3 separate regions of the Drosophila melanogaster genome follow, and regions 2 and 3 are each linked to region 1. A link is a contact called in public Hi-C data. All regions are on one chromosome and are shown on one strand. The core of a region is the stretch at or near the end of the contact, and the rest is flanking DNA. Distances in the headings are between cores, read along the strand shown.

What was found. Hi-C and Micro-C count contacts between places; a contact is called where the count stands out from the background.
Region 2: a Hi-C map of the Kc167 cell line shows a contact between it and region 1, with 1.7 times the contacts expected there. A contact is called at or near these places in 2 of 107 Hi-C or Micro-C datasets (the Kc167 cell line and wing imaginal disc).
Region 3: a contact with region 1 is called in a Hi-C map of the Kc167 cell line, with 2.4 times the contacts expected there. A contact is called at or near these places in 9 of 107 Hi-C or Micro-C datasets (the D17-c3 cell line, the Kc167 cell line, the OSC cell line and 3 more) and 1 of 7 datasets of targeted methods (the Kc167 cell line).

What each region holds. Positions count from the first base shown.
Region 1 is chr3L:12,414,937-12,419,781 of dm6, forward strand. ArfGAP1 (ADP-ribosylation factor GTPase activating protein 1) reads right to left here and starts at 2,644. Exons shown (of 5, transcript NM_079316.3): 1 at 2,217-2,644; 2 at 1,604-2,151; 3 at 1,339-1,543; 4 at 1,009-1,068; 5 at 90-933. The coding sequence starts at 2,276. The coding sequence ends at 400.
Region 2 is chr3L:12,770,797-12,775,641 of dm6, forward strand. Hip1 (Huntingtin interacting protein 1) reads right to left here and starts at 2,777. Exons shown (of 8, transcript NM_140340.2): 1 at 2,479-2,777; 2 at 1,366-1,787; 3 at 576-1,306; 4 at 410-519; 5 at 1-345. The coding sequence starts at 2,514. CG32106 reads right to left here. Exons shown (of 5, transcript NM_168514.2): 3 at 4,792-4,845; 4 at 4,660-4,737; 5 at 3,155-4,599. The coding sequence ends at 3,201.
Region 3 is chr3L:12,739,200-12,744,044 of dm6, forward strand. CG32112 reads left to right here and starts at 2,519. Exons shown (of 8, transcript NM_001274850.1): 1 at 2,519-2,601; 2 at 2,662-2,750; 3 at 3,706-3,973; 4 at 4,314-4,426; 5 at 4,489-4,627; 6 at 4,689-4,778; 7 at 4,838-4,845. The coding sequence starts at 2,662. Ptp69D (Protein tyrosine phosphatase 69D) reads left to right here. Exons shown (of 12, transcript NM_176324.2): 6 at 1-467; 7 at 527-673; 8 at 730-840; 9 at 910-1,089; 10 at 1,154-1,461; 11 at 1,523-1,658; 12 at 1,721-2,369. The coding sequence ends at 1,798.

The DNA.
Region 1 (4,845 bases), core at 1,394-3,893:
TAACACTATTAATTTTAAATGTATTTTTTAAATTTGCAAATATTTATATTTTTTGAATTTAAAACCGCCCATTTAAAAAACGAACGACTACACTTGTTAACATAATATGTATTTTCTCATCTCGCATCCCTCGCAGTATCCTGGCATACACTTTAAGCTAAGTAATTCGTTAGTTAAGTAGATCTATACAAAATTGGTCTAAACTGTGGAAATAATCGGGAATAGTTGCACTTTATGTTTGAAGTCGAAGAATGAATACACAATTCAGTTGGTTACATTAAATGCGCGCATAGCAGCCTCGGGGCCAGACATCAAGAGACACATAAAACAAAGGAGACACAACTTGACAACCGAATGGAATACAAAAAATACAATCGCATAAGCTGCTCGCCACGGTTTCTAGTTCATCAGCAGATTCCAGGCGTCGTCCTCGGCAGTGCCTTTGTTGGCGGACGAGGCCGTTGCCGTCTTGGGCTTCACACTCTTCACGTCCAGGCTCTCGAAGCCCTCGCTCAGCTTCTGCGATGTGTCCTGCAGCTTCATGTTGCGGCGAGCTGTCGATCCGCCGGACGAAGCGTTCTGGTAGGAGGTCTCTGAACTCTGATAGTTCGTCGCCTCGAAGCCGGACCAGTCAGCGTCGCGGGTTAGGCCGGCGGAGGCGGTACCGCCGCCGCTGCTGCTACTCAACTGATTGTGGTACGAACTCGAGCTGGTCATGTGCGACTTGCTGTTGCCGTTGTCCTGCCAGCCGCCCCAGTCGCTGTCGCTGACGCCGCTCTGCTGACCCAAGCCTCCGGCCAGATTACCGCCCACGGAATTGGAACGCTGGTAGGCGCTGCTGTCCTCGAAGTTGGGATCGTTGTATCCGCCCTGCGGCGACGAAATGTTGCTGCCCGCCAGATTATTCCAACCTCGTTTGCCCATATCGGTGACCTGCGATCGGTATGTTTATATGTTAGAGGGATGTGGGTTTAGAGAAGATTAACTGGATGATGGGGAACTACAGACCTTGCTGGCTACATCGGTAACTCCGCATTGTACGGAATCTAGCAGAGTTCCCTCTTTAATCTACAACCAAAAAAAGATGCAAATAAATAATACAAACAATAAGGTGTACCAATTAAATTAACAAACAAATATGGGGATTAACTAAAGGGATTTTGCTCTCTTTTGTTGTTAAGGTGGGTTTCTACAGCTTTAAATTATTTAAAACTAATCAGCAGACTAATAATAAACCAAAAGAATACAAAATCAACATAATATTGAACCAAATCGAAGAGAATAGGCAAATAAGGAATCAAAATCTGAAAGATATACGAGCTGAGGCGCAGGACTCACCTTTGTCGAGGCCAAATTGACGGTGGTGACGGCCTTCTCCTTGGCGGTGCTGGCCAACTTGGAGGCGTTGGTGGAGAAAAGGCTCCAGCCAGAGGCCAAAGTGGAAAGCGTCGAGTCGAAAAGCTCCTGAGATTGCGTTTTCGGTGGTGGTTCGCGTGTGAACCCGAAACCTGCATATTTTCCGCCCTGACTCGGTGGCAAGTTTCTGAAACAATCAACTAGGATAAATCATAGCTAATGGACAGATATGCCATTAAGATCCTACTCTGGCCTGGAGGCATTCTCCACTTGGCGTCGGCTGAAGAACTCCTCCTTCTGGTCCTTGAACTCCTGCGTTTGGTACTGCTGATAGCCTCCAGGCTCGGCGCCTCCGCCATTCTGATAGCCTCCGTTTCCGCCATAACCTGTTGCACTGGGTCGCGACTGGTAGCTGCTGTTGCTGGAGCCACCTGAGCTGAAGCTATTGTTGCTGCCCACGCGGCCTTGCGCCTCCTTGAGATCCCAGCTCTTGCCCTGGGCCAAGGTGGCTATCTTATCGCGGTACAAAGCAGCCGCCTTCGAGTTGTAACGCTGCGTGATAGGCGCCCGTTCGTTCCAGTCCTCCTGATCCTCCAGAAACTCGCGCGCATTGCGATTGCCGCCCGCCTTCATCTTCTCCAGCTCGATGTCCTTCCACTTATCCATAGTGACGGAGCGCACGAAGGACAGATGCACGCCCAGACTGCGATGCTTGCCGGAGCACTCCAGGCAGATCCAGATGCCGTAGGTCACGGACACCCACTGCGGATTGTGGGTACCGCACTCGAAGCATTTCTAGTCATTTTTAAACAAAGAAATTGAAGCTTATCTAGCGTATGTGGACAAAGGAGCAAACCTACCGAGTTCTCATCCTGGGGTTTCAGTTCCTGGAGCACCCGTCGCGTTCTGGGACTCGCCATGGCAACTGGTTTCTATGGTTTCTGGCCCTGCTCTGGCGGATTGCCCAACTCTTTGCGTTCAGTTGGCTTCAGTTTCGCAGCTGATAACCGAGTTGCTAATGAAACTTTTGCTGACGCTGGCGCTGATTTGGGTGCAATCTTGGCTTTGAGATGGGGCGATTTGAAGCTCTCACACACGCTTACGAGCCTTTAAAGTCCACGGATCGCGACGAACGCCTGGCCAAACGCATTTAACAGAGTTTTGAATTTTTTTGGATCAGCTGGGACGCTTGCAATTAATGGCAAATTGGCAAAAAAAAAGTGTTAAGCGTGTCCCACTTGGAATTGGAGATGAGCTGACCACTCACGACAGCATCGATATACCGAATATTGCATGGAAAACCAAAGGAAGTTGGGCATACTATCGATATTTACCCATCTCAAAGTTCCACTTGGATTTTTGTTTTGCAGTGTGACCAAAGTGCAACTAAAGTGGAACGTTCGGAATTGCGATATATCGATAGTTTATTGAAAATGAGCGGGATATTTAAATATCTTAAGCAAACAAGTTTAATATATTTGAAACTGTCTTTCATAAAAGAAAACCTAAAAATATTAGCTTTAACATGTTTTAATGTTTTAATTTAAAATTCTATCGGTTTTATAAAAACAATAAAATATTTTTTTACTCTGTTGCTGTATTATATTTATTGTATATAGCTTGCATATAATATATTCAAGCTGCTTATTTACTAAATATTTCGAAAAAAGTTAGATAAGAACAAATATTTTCGAAATTATATAAATTAAATTAGACATTTAGAAAACCATTTTTATTCATCATTATCCAACATATGTTAATGTTAATGTGTTAATAATGTTAATAATGTTAATATACACATACATATTTTAGCTAAATATTGCACAAAAATCTCTGTCCGCTCTCCAGCAAATTCAATTAACCCAACTCGATGGCATCGCCTTTGTTGCGAGCACGCCGAAAACCCTTCAACAAATTATACATTATCACGCTGATCTGATTTCCAGATCTTCAGTACTCGTGCGGCGACTGGAGATGCAGCGCCGCCAATTTGCGCTGCGTCATCCCGAAAAAAGTTAATAAAAACAGCGATTTATCACACTCCTAACAGTAATCAATCTCCTACCGACTGTCGGTGGATTTTGATTCGATTTCGGTGTTTTGAATCCCGGACAGGGGAAATTACTTACATGATCGACTTCAATGCAAACAGACCGCGGGTGGCAGGGCCACCAAAGATGAAAGGGAACTCAAATCTGAGAGAATTTGGAGCCGCCTAAAAGCCATTTCCCTTTTCCCCATTTTTCAGTGCCCCTTGGAGGAAAAGTCCAAAAGGTAGGTGACCACACGCGTCTGCACATAATTCAATGCCATTCGGATTAGCATATAATTATGCACAATATTTCCGCAGTTCGGCTCTGCCTGCCCACCGCTAATTCCCTTTCAATTTCCAAACTCGCGCATTTATTTAAGTCAGCGTCTTTTGGCATCTCAGCGGATCTATAATTGCCGTCGCACGCCCAACAAGGGGGGCGTGGCAGATCAGATCTGGATGCGAGCGGCAACGAGCATATAATTGCCGCGGCGACCGCAGGATGTGTTGAATTTAAAAGCCTGCCGGGTAATCCGATCGATCGATCCGCCGATCGCCACGTCCCAGCCAACTTACGACTCCTTCCTTCGCTAAGTGAGCCGATGAGCCAGTGAGCCAAAGAGCCGGGCGTTCCTGGCTGGGCACTCGCTCGACGCTTTCAACAACTACTTGTCCCGCTGCCGGAGCGGATCCAATGCACTGAGATAAATAACAGACTTCTCAGATGAGAAAATAACCTTTCATATTCTATCAAGTAGTTAACAAAACGATCTTAGATTTTAGTTCATAATATTATGAGACTACTTCCTTTAGCTTCCTTTCTGTTGAAGACATCTCTTTAGTAAATCAAAATTTTCTAAGTTTGTTCAATCTAAATATAGAATTTTTAGCATTGAAAGATACCGTTATCTGTGTTTAAACTTCACTTATGCCATGTTTTTCCCTAATACAACACTGCATACATTTGAATTTGGTTGGCGCCCTTAATTTCTTCGAGTGTGCTCCGCTGGTGGTGGTCTTATCAGAAGCCGCGGAGTACTCCCCGATCTGCCAGAAATGGCATTGCTGCGCATCCATTATCGGCTCTGTCACTGCTCTTGCTGGGCGCAGCCACGCCCCCAAAAGCGCCACTGGGCATTGGGCAGTGCGTTGAGATCCGTTTTCGTTTCAGCTCCCAGCTCGCAGAGTCCAGGGTTGGATTTTGGGCTTATGGCCTGAGTTATTGTGTGGATACGATCAAATTATAGGCTTAGGCTTGCATTAAACTCGCATAGACGTCGTCGGTTGGTCGCAGCCAGACGAGGAGCAGCCATGGGTTCGCGGGCTCTGGAGAGGATGCGCATTTTATCATCGGGGCATCCGGTCGCGGCTCCTCCTATGCTTGAGATTTCCCCCCTATTTTTGTTCTCCTTTGGATCCACAAGCCCCTCGCAACTTGTCAACACGTGCAAAACAAT
Region 2 (4,845 bases), core at 1,527-4,026, 360 kb after region 1:
GTTCGACAGTTTTTCCAGGGTGTCATTGAGGTTTCCATTAAGCTCTTCGACTTTGAGGCAATTTAGCCTCAGGTTTTCGGAAGTGGAAATAATATCGAGTTCCTGAATTTCCTTTTGTTTAACCACATCATCGAATTTCTCCTTCATCTCGTTTTTGACTGCTTCAAGATGTGCTATTTTCTCCTTGTGCTCTTCGATTTGCTTTTGCAGAATCAAGTTTGTTTTCTCTTTTTCCTCTACGTTTACTTTAATTTTGGAAATTTCATTGGTAAGCTCCTTAGTTTCCAACAATAGTTGTGAGTTTACTTGTTTCTCTTTATTTAAGGACTTGTTGCAATCACTTTGCTGATATAAAAGTATATGAATGAATATTAGTATAGGAAATAGAAAATATTGTGTTTCTGCATACCTCTCTCAGCAGCTGAATGTGCTCATCTCGAATCTTTGTGTATAGAGTTTTAAGTTTATTAAACTTTTCCGACGACAACTTGTGCTTTTCTTCTTCCTCCATAGCTTTTTCTGAAATACAAGGTATTTTTATATGACTTCATTATGTTTAATAAGCATTTAATTACGTAAAAGAATTGGGTTCTGATTCAGTTGCATCTCAAGATCGTCATTTTGCATCCGAAAGGTGGCACACATTTCTCTCGCCAAGACCAGATCATTTGACAGCACAGTATTGTTCTGTTGCAACTCCTGAACGTCGTGTCTGTAGCTTTGCTGCAGTGCGTCGAAATTTTTTTGCATTGCGTCCAATTTGAATGACAGCTCCTCAATGCTAGCCTCTTTCTCGCTGATTATACCCTCCAACATGCTAAGCTGCTGCTGGGCTTGACTGAAGGCTTCCAGCTCGTGATTGTTGGTATCCACAAGGTCTTCAACAACCGGATCGGGCTCCTGGGGAACGTGAACCACTGGCGGTACATAACTGGTGAAATCGTTTTGGGACTTGAAGTTAGGACTTGAGTCCGGCAATTCCGGGATTGTTATTAGGTCCTTGAAATACTGAAGCGGTCGCACGTTGTTGTAAAAACTCTTCAACTTTAAAAACAGACCGTGAAAGCGATCTCTGTGTCCGGAAACAACGTCGTATGGTACACCATCGTGTAGTTTAAACATTAACCGAACGCTTAAATCGTACAACGCATTGGAATCCTGGATAAGGCAAACTATTGGCGCTAATCTACATTGTCCCTGCGGTGTCATCGACGACATTCTGTACTTTTCCATAGATGAAAATATCGTCAATTGCAGCGCAATTATATCCTCCAAGTAGTCGAAAATTTCCACGCACAGTTGAAAACTGGAATCAATGGTTCTGTCTCAGTAGTTTGAAAGTAATATATATCTATTTTTACTTACCAATAATTTAAATCCCTATCCACAGCAATGAAGAGTTCCGTGAACGAAATGTTCAGGGTGCCGGGAAACATTCGATTTTTGTCGTGGAAGTTTAATTTTGTGGCCAAGAGCTTACTATACGCCTGTATGCAGCATCCAATATCGTCCTGCAGCAGGCCCCACATTTTTCCCACCTCCAGTATCATCTTCTTGTGGCTCTGCGAGTGGCGGATGGCACTTTCATGACCCTCTCGCAGGACCTTGTGCAGCAGATGCGAAAACTTCCAGGCAGTAAATCTACTCTGCATCAAAGGCTGCCGGGAGATGATCATCCAGAATGTTTTGGCCTCTTTGGCCTTGTGTATCATAATAATAATGGAGCGGGCATGTTTGGTTTTGAGTGGCGCTTCCAGGCCATTTAAAGCTTTGGACACGCTGACGTTCTGAAATGAAATGTAAATATTATAGTTTAAATGGCTTTTTATTGTTGTACACTTTCGAAGAAGTGACTGACTCAGCTTATAAGATATGGACGGATTTTGGCGGACGATATCTATAGTTTTATACTTTTTAGTGGAATTCGATCTAAAGGGGGTGACTCACTGATCGACTATTTAGTTTGGAAGTGCAAACATTTCGATGCTTTTAAAAATAAGATTCCAAACACCTACACCATGTGTTTGATATGAATTTATGATAACAGAAGGTAATCTAAATACTGGATTTCACTTCTTATCGTGCCGAATTTGGGTTGATAATCAAAAAATTTGAAAGGCCTTTGTGTGCACATTGAACAATTGATCAAAGTGGATGTAGTCCGCATAGCATTCATTGCAGTTTCTAATTTTCTGGGTCATCCGAAGCGGAGAAACTTGGGATTAGCATGTAGTGTAGTCTCTGTGGTGTTGCAAGTCGTGTGAAAAGCTGATGATATTTCGAGCTGTTCCATATAATCTGGTTCAAGGCTGACTTCTTAAGTGAAATGTTTATGCATATTTGAGCGGCGCGCCTGTAGTTGTGTGCATAAACATTTAGGTATTTACACTATGCACATGATATGACAACATCCGTGTGCCTATAATCTGCTGTGGGTATTCTTGGCGGTTTTCTTGGCTTTCCTTTGGGCTTACGTACCAGGTGGTAGAACTCCTTTTCGGCGTGAGTTGCCATTGTTTACTGACAATTCTTGGCGTACTTGCTGAACAAATTCGAATCATTCGCAGCGCGATATATGTGCATTAGAGCAAAGACAGCAAAGACATTGGAAACGGGAGTTATCTTATCTTATCAACAATGTTGGCCATTGTTTTCGTATTGGTCGCGTTCGTATTCATTCGGATTCCGATCGTGTGCGTGTATGAAACAATGAGTGTAAGAGTAAATTAGTCATATAAACAAATGTTGTTTTCCTTTATCGATAAAAGTTAATAGAGCTGGGCGGTGTTCCGATATGCGGGCTTTACCCTATCGATTCGTTTCGATAGTCATCAACTTCTTGCATCACCATTTTGAGCGCGAAAAAAAATGTTTTGCAAATTTTTATTTTTTTCCATTAAATCGAAGGATATTTGAATTGAAATACACTTAAATGAACCAATATTTAAATTATAACATCGAACGCTTTCAATAAAACTTCAGTTAAGTTAAAAATTTAATTTAATTTGATTTTATACGATGGTTTAAAAAAAAGCTTTAGAATGTGTTTTTGAAATTTTTGTGTACTGATTTTCTAAAAAGATAGATTTTGTTCGATATTTATAGATCTGCTACCATATTTTTACTTTAAATAAAAGAACGACAATTTTAATTTGTTTTTAAAGTAATTTTAATTTAATGTATTCTTCCAACTGTTTGGATTAAATTTGGTATTCCGATTGATCATAGTAATCCAAATGTACATTTTGCTGTGGCCAAAACATCTCGGCTGGGTATTGGTTTTGTGGTGGAATGTAACGTCGATTGGGATCTGGAACGGATGTCATCATCAGTTGCGGATGATGATATTGATTGCTATAAGGACAAGCGTGGTGTCTGAAAGTAGGATGCTGTTCTCCGTGAACAAAATTTGGCTGCAGTGAAAATTCCGGTGGCTGGAAGTTGGAATCCATGCGTGTTATATTATACTTATTCACGGTGCGTTCATAGAATCCATCTGGAAGCATTCGAATGTTCTCTTTTAGTTGAGGATTGTAGTCAGGGTTTCTGGCCTGAGAGGAACTTGGGTCTGAAGTATGTACAGATTCCTGAAAATGATGATAGGATCCATGATCCGGCTGACATTGTTCCTTCATTTGAAATTGATGCTGCACGGCTGGTGCTGAAGCTGGTGACTTAGTGGGCATCCACTGATCCCGCGGATCTATAAGGTACCCTTCATCGAAAGGAGTGACATTTTGTGGAGCACTCACAGAGATCTGCGGTTGTAGCATATGATCCGGTGGCTTCGTAAATCCTTGATGGAGACTCGGAGGAAGACCCGTGTATTGATAAGGACACGAGTTACAGGGCGGTCGTCCACAGGTCTGGAGTAGAATTTCCCTGTTACAGGGAGTTCTTGTCTCTATAAGAACGGTGTTCCCATTGATATTTGCCTGGTTTCTGATCCCAGCACTTTCACAACTACGAAGTTTTCGAGGTTGCATTAGGGTTACCGTTTCCAGTGTTTCCACGTCAGTCGATGTATTGGGAGCTAGTAATTGGGAGTTCGGAGGTGGATCTGTCCAAGTTAAGTCAGTAGAATACCCAGAAGCTCCAACCATAGCTGAATTATGCGACCCGTCCTCGTTTTGATGACTATCGCGATGGCTTTGGTCACTATTATTTCTATCACAAGCTAGGTATTCATCTTGTCTGTGCTGGTCAGGATATTGGCTGCTGGCCGAAATGAATCTTCCGCCTTGCGAATTGTTTGAATCATTTCTTTGAATACGTCTAAGTACTGGGTAAGATGTTTGGGATGGGGCTTTTCGTCTATTTTCTGAGGATGGTGGATTGTTACTCAAAGAATCAGAAACGCCTGGATGATTCTGCAGATTCCTATTTCTCCTTTCAATAGATTGCTCTGCTGTATTCGTTCTAGTAGATGGCGAAGAAGCTAGAACAAATACACCGTTCATTTGGCCAACAGAAGAATTGCAGTTTCGATTCTTCGTCCTTTTTGTTTTCTGGGTTTGTAGTCGAACGTGTCTTGTAGTCGCTGGTGCCATTTGAAATTGATTGGTATTGAGTCTGGTGAAGTTTAGACCAAATTTCCTCCTGAAATATGTTTGGATTAAAAGTAAGAGATCATAATTGTCGGAAAAGAAGAACACTCACAATTGTTTTGGCTGGGAAATGCCCAATTCTTCAGTGCTGCTCATACGAAATGGTACTTGCACCATTGGTGGCTTTTCTCTGGAATAAAGAAGGTTTTAGATATATAAACAATTATTTGTATATTTTTCATACCTTCCTTCGTTCTGCTGTGATATGTTAAGATCATTTGGACGTTGATCGTCGGCA
Region 3 (4,845 bases), core at 1,269-3,768, 320 kb after region 1:
TTGTGATGCTTACAAATTTGGAGGAATATAACAAGGCCAAGTGCGCGAAATATTGGCCAGAAAAAGTATTTGATACGAAACAGTTCGGAGATATTTTAGTGAAATTTGCACAAGAACGTAAGACTGGTGATTATATTGAACGTACCCTGAACGTTTCCAAGAACAAAGCCAATGTCGGCGAGGAGGAGGACCGTAGACAAATCACCCAATACCACTACCTAACGTGGAAGGACTTCATGGCACCAGAGCATCCACATGGCATCATCAAATTCATACGTCAAATCAATTCCGTCTACTCCCTGCAAAGGGGTCCAATTTTAGTGCATTGCAGTGCTGGTGTGGGTAGAACCGGAACCCTGGTGGCTTTAGATTCCCTAATCCAACAGCTGGAGGAAGAAGACTCGGTGTCCATTTACAACACAGTGTGTGATCTACGACACCAACGAAATTTTTTAGTCCAATCTCTGGTGCGTAGATATGGAAATTCCACTCGTAGTTGCTGTAATAACTTTCTTTTTGCTTGCAGAAACAATACATCTTTCTTTACCGGGCTTTATTAGATACTGGAACCTTTGGAAACACGGATATTTGCATTGATACAATGGCTTCTGCAATTGAATCTCTTAAGCGGAAACCCAACGAGGGTAAATGCAAATTGGAAGTGGAATTCGAGGTTTGTATAGTTTGTTATCTACTTGCAGGCGTTTTGCTTATTACTATTTATTTCAGAAACTACTGGCCACAGCAGATGAGATAAGTAAATCATGTAGTGTGGGCGAAAACGAGGAGAACAATATGAAGAACAGAAGTCAAGAGATTATACCCTACGATCGCAACAGAGTAAGTAATAGTGGCTAACTTTTATGCGAACTGTGTTTAATGTTTGTGAATGTTTTTGTGCAATTAAAGGTTATACTAACACCACTTCCGATGCGGGAAAACTCAACTTACATTAACGCATCATTCATAGAGGGCTATGATAATAGCGAAACCTTCATCATTGCCCAGGATCCACTTGAAAACACTATAGGAGACTTCTGGCGAATGATCTCGGAACAGAGTGTTACCACCCTCGTCATGATATCCGAAGTGAGTAGTGCCCTCTCTACTTTATTGGTTTCCCATTCAACTGAGTGCTTTAATTGCATTGCAGATCGGAGATGGTCCCAGGAAATGCCCGCGATACTGGGCAGATGATGAGGTTCAATACGATCACATACTCGTGAAATACGTGCACAGCGAAAGTTGTCCATACTATACTCGCCGCGAATTTTATGTTACGAATTGCAAAATAGACGATACGCTGAAAGTCACACAATTTCAATACAATGGTTGGCCCACCGTGGACGGAGAAGTTCCTGAAGTCTGCCGTGGCATTATAGAACTTGTAGATCAAGCATACAACCATTATAAGAACAACAAGAATTCTGGTTGTCGATCTCCACTCACAGTTCATTGCAGGTATGCGGCGATGCTTTGATTCATGCACTTGACGGATTAATCAATTATAAATTATTTGCAGCCTGGGAACCGATCGAAGTTCCATTTTCGTCGCCATGTGTATTTTGGTCCAGCATCTGAGGCTGGAGAAGTGTGTCGACATCTGTGCCACAACAAGGAAATTACGATCTCAGCGAACGGGACTTATCAACTCATACGTAAGTGAATTTGTTTATATTTTATTGTCAATGCATTAATTAGATGTTTATATGGTTTCTAGGCACAATACGAGTTCCTACATCGCGCAATAATTAATTATTCAGACTTACATCACATAGCCGAGTCAACATTGGATTAAGTTAGATATGTATATACTTATACGAGTACAGAATGCACGTGTTGGAACATCAATGCATCAAATGTGCTATGATAAATTATTTGTATATTTATAAAATCTTTTAATAAAGTATTTACAAGAGCAAGCGTAATTTTTTTAACGAATTACGTTTGCCCGACACATAATATACATACAAATATAAATGTAGTGTATACGTATCGTATTGATAAAACTACCAAAGGAAAATAAGTAACATATTTTATAAGATACAATGTAATAAAAACTGAGAATAAGAATTGTACTTTTTATGAGCTTGATAAGTGTGGTTTACATTCTTTTTGGTTGTGTGGATTAATGGTTTTCGAATTTTCTTATAATAGTTTTGAATATTTCACTTATCAGTTTGTAAAAATGACTTCATTATGAACGTATTTAATATTACACTTTTCATTTTGTAAATATGGGACAAAAAATCCATAAAATTAAGTAAATGTATTTATCGTTTTTCCGTATTCCTTTATGTGTATTGATAAATTATAAGTACTACAATTTATTTTTAATAAAATAAAAATAAGCAGATTTGAATTGTTTCACATACCATTGTTTCAAATCGATAAGTCGATAAATATGATATACCAACCTGACATAGAAACCAAAACCGATTTCGTATTTTATTATTTTTTTTATACTAGTTTTCAGATTAGTAGACATTGCAAAAATTAATAATCCGAAATTTTTGTCAGTTTTTAAAATTGGAAGTCTTATCACCATGGAAGTTTCTACGCAGTTATCGATAGTGCAATAAACGTTTTACCATCCCTACCGTACGTATTGTTTATTATTATTTTGGCAAAACAAGAAGCCCCATTTGCCATTTTCCGAAGATGCCGAGTAAACTAGATAGCATATATCGCCGCATGCTGATAACGAGGTTCTTCGAAAAGGGATGGGGCAAGCCGGAAAACCTGCGCAAGTGAGTTTTTCATTGAAAACGGAGAATGGCGAAAAATAAGTGCTCCCCATACGGATTCTTTACGTAATACTATTATGATTTCAATTTCAATTCAATTTCCTCTAGGTTATTTAAATTACCGTTAATCGGCGGGCAAGGGAAAACTCTTGTCCTTTTAGTTTACAAGATCTTTAATGGTTTCGGTGGGCTTTCTTTTAAACAAGTGCCTTTGAATAATAATAAAATATAGTTTGACTTATTAATTAAATATATATTTGCTTTTTCCTCTTTCAAAGGCAACTAGATGTGCATGTCCCTATTCACGGCTTTACTAACTTATTAAAAAATTACTTACAAATTTAGTTTTACTTACTTGAAAGGGTCATCTTATCTTAATATATGCTCTATATTATCTAAATTCCTCATAGTCACAAATTACCATCCGATAATTAACAAAGTTCATCTTGGTCTTACTAATTTGGAAACCTATTGAACTTCAGGTCAACATTTTCTGTTATATCATCGAGAAATGAATTTATGTTATTAAAAACGATGTGGTTCTTAAGTTAATTGAATTCTTTGTTAGAAACATGAGTTTTTTATGCAACCTAAGTACGTAGATTATTTATTTTTATCGTTTCAAGATGACATTAATCTGCATTACAGTGCCCTTCCACCAGTGGACACTGGACTTGACCACGATTTTAGATTCCTCCGTACAGGTTAGTGGGAAATATACCCTAAGCAAGTTAGGATCGATATGAACAGATAATTTTTTTAATTGGCAACTTGCTTTCAACAACTAAAGCTTAAAAAGTATTAATTATCCCTGAAGTTCAATCATTCACATAAAACTTATTTTTTTGCTCCCCAAAAGTGCTCATCATATTTTTTCGATTTTTCTACATATTTTTTGTACAATTGGAGTGTTTGTGCCCAAATTAATTGCCTTTGCCTCTGACGACCATTATTTCAGAGTATTTCAGTTCCGAAAAGTAATATCCAGTAGGGAGTCATGTTTCAAGCTCGTGCCCCGCGATTATCCGGTGGAGATAACGAAGAAAGAAATCGGTGCGGAAAGCACGCTGATAGAGGGCCAATTTAAGACGCCCATGGAGCTGCACATGCCCGGAGTTGTGCCCGAGGAGTCGCAGCAGGCGCACTTTCAGCTCTTGATCCCCAATAAGTGGAAAAACGAAAAGCACAAGCCCATATGCATTCATCTGGCCGGAACGGGTGATCATGTGAGTACCATCGAGCGAGATCCGTCGTCCAAATTCCGAGATTAATGTCTGTTTACTTTCAATAGAGGCCAGACGCCAGGCCTATCTATCAGCATTTAGCTAAAAGTGGGTCCCACCAAAATAGATATTGTTTTACTTTTACCAAGCCAGTTTTAGAGCCCAACTTTACCTTTATATTTAATTTGTTTTCCATGATTTTCAAGCCCATTTGTTCGTAATTTGCTCAACTCTTTCGATACCCACATAGAAAACAATTTTGTTTGGGACCATTTTCAGCCATAAGTTCATAATAGTACATTAAAACGCACATATTTAAATGGCAAATTTTCAAATATTGCAGTTCTTTTGGCGTAGACGAAATTTCATTGCGAAACCTCTGCTAAAGGACGCCAATATAGGATCCATAATACTGGAGAATCCTTTCTATGGCTTAAGAAAACCAAACAACCAAACGTAAGTCTGAATAGTTTAGATGTATTTTATGTATAATAATAATAATACATTAATTATTTTAGGCGTTCCAACCTGCACAATGTGTCTGATATCTTTGTGATGGGCGGCTGCCTCATCCTGGAATGCCTGGTTCTCTTTCACTGGTGCGAAAGGAATGGCTTTGGACCACTAGGCGTCACAGGATTGTCAATGGGCGGTCATGTGAGTTTAAATTGATTAATAACCATTAAGGGGATTGTCAACAATAATCCTTTTCGTTTAGATGGCATCACTGGCCGCTACAAATTGGCCAAAACCACTGGTACTTGTGCCATGTCTATCCTGGTCCACCGCCTCCGCTGTTTTTACAACTGTAGGTGCTGCTATAGCATGGAATATCAAATTGAAATTGCATTATTCCATGTGTTACAGGGTGTCAT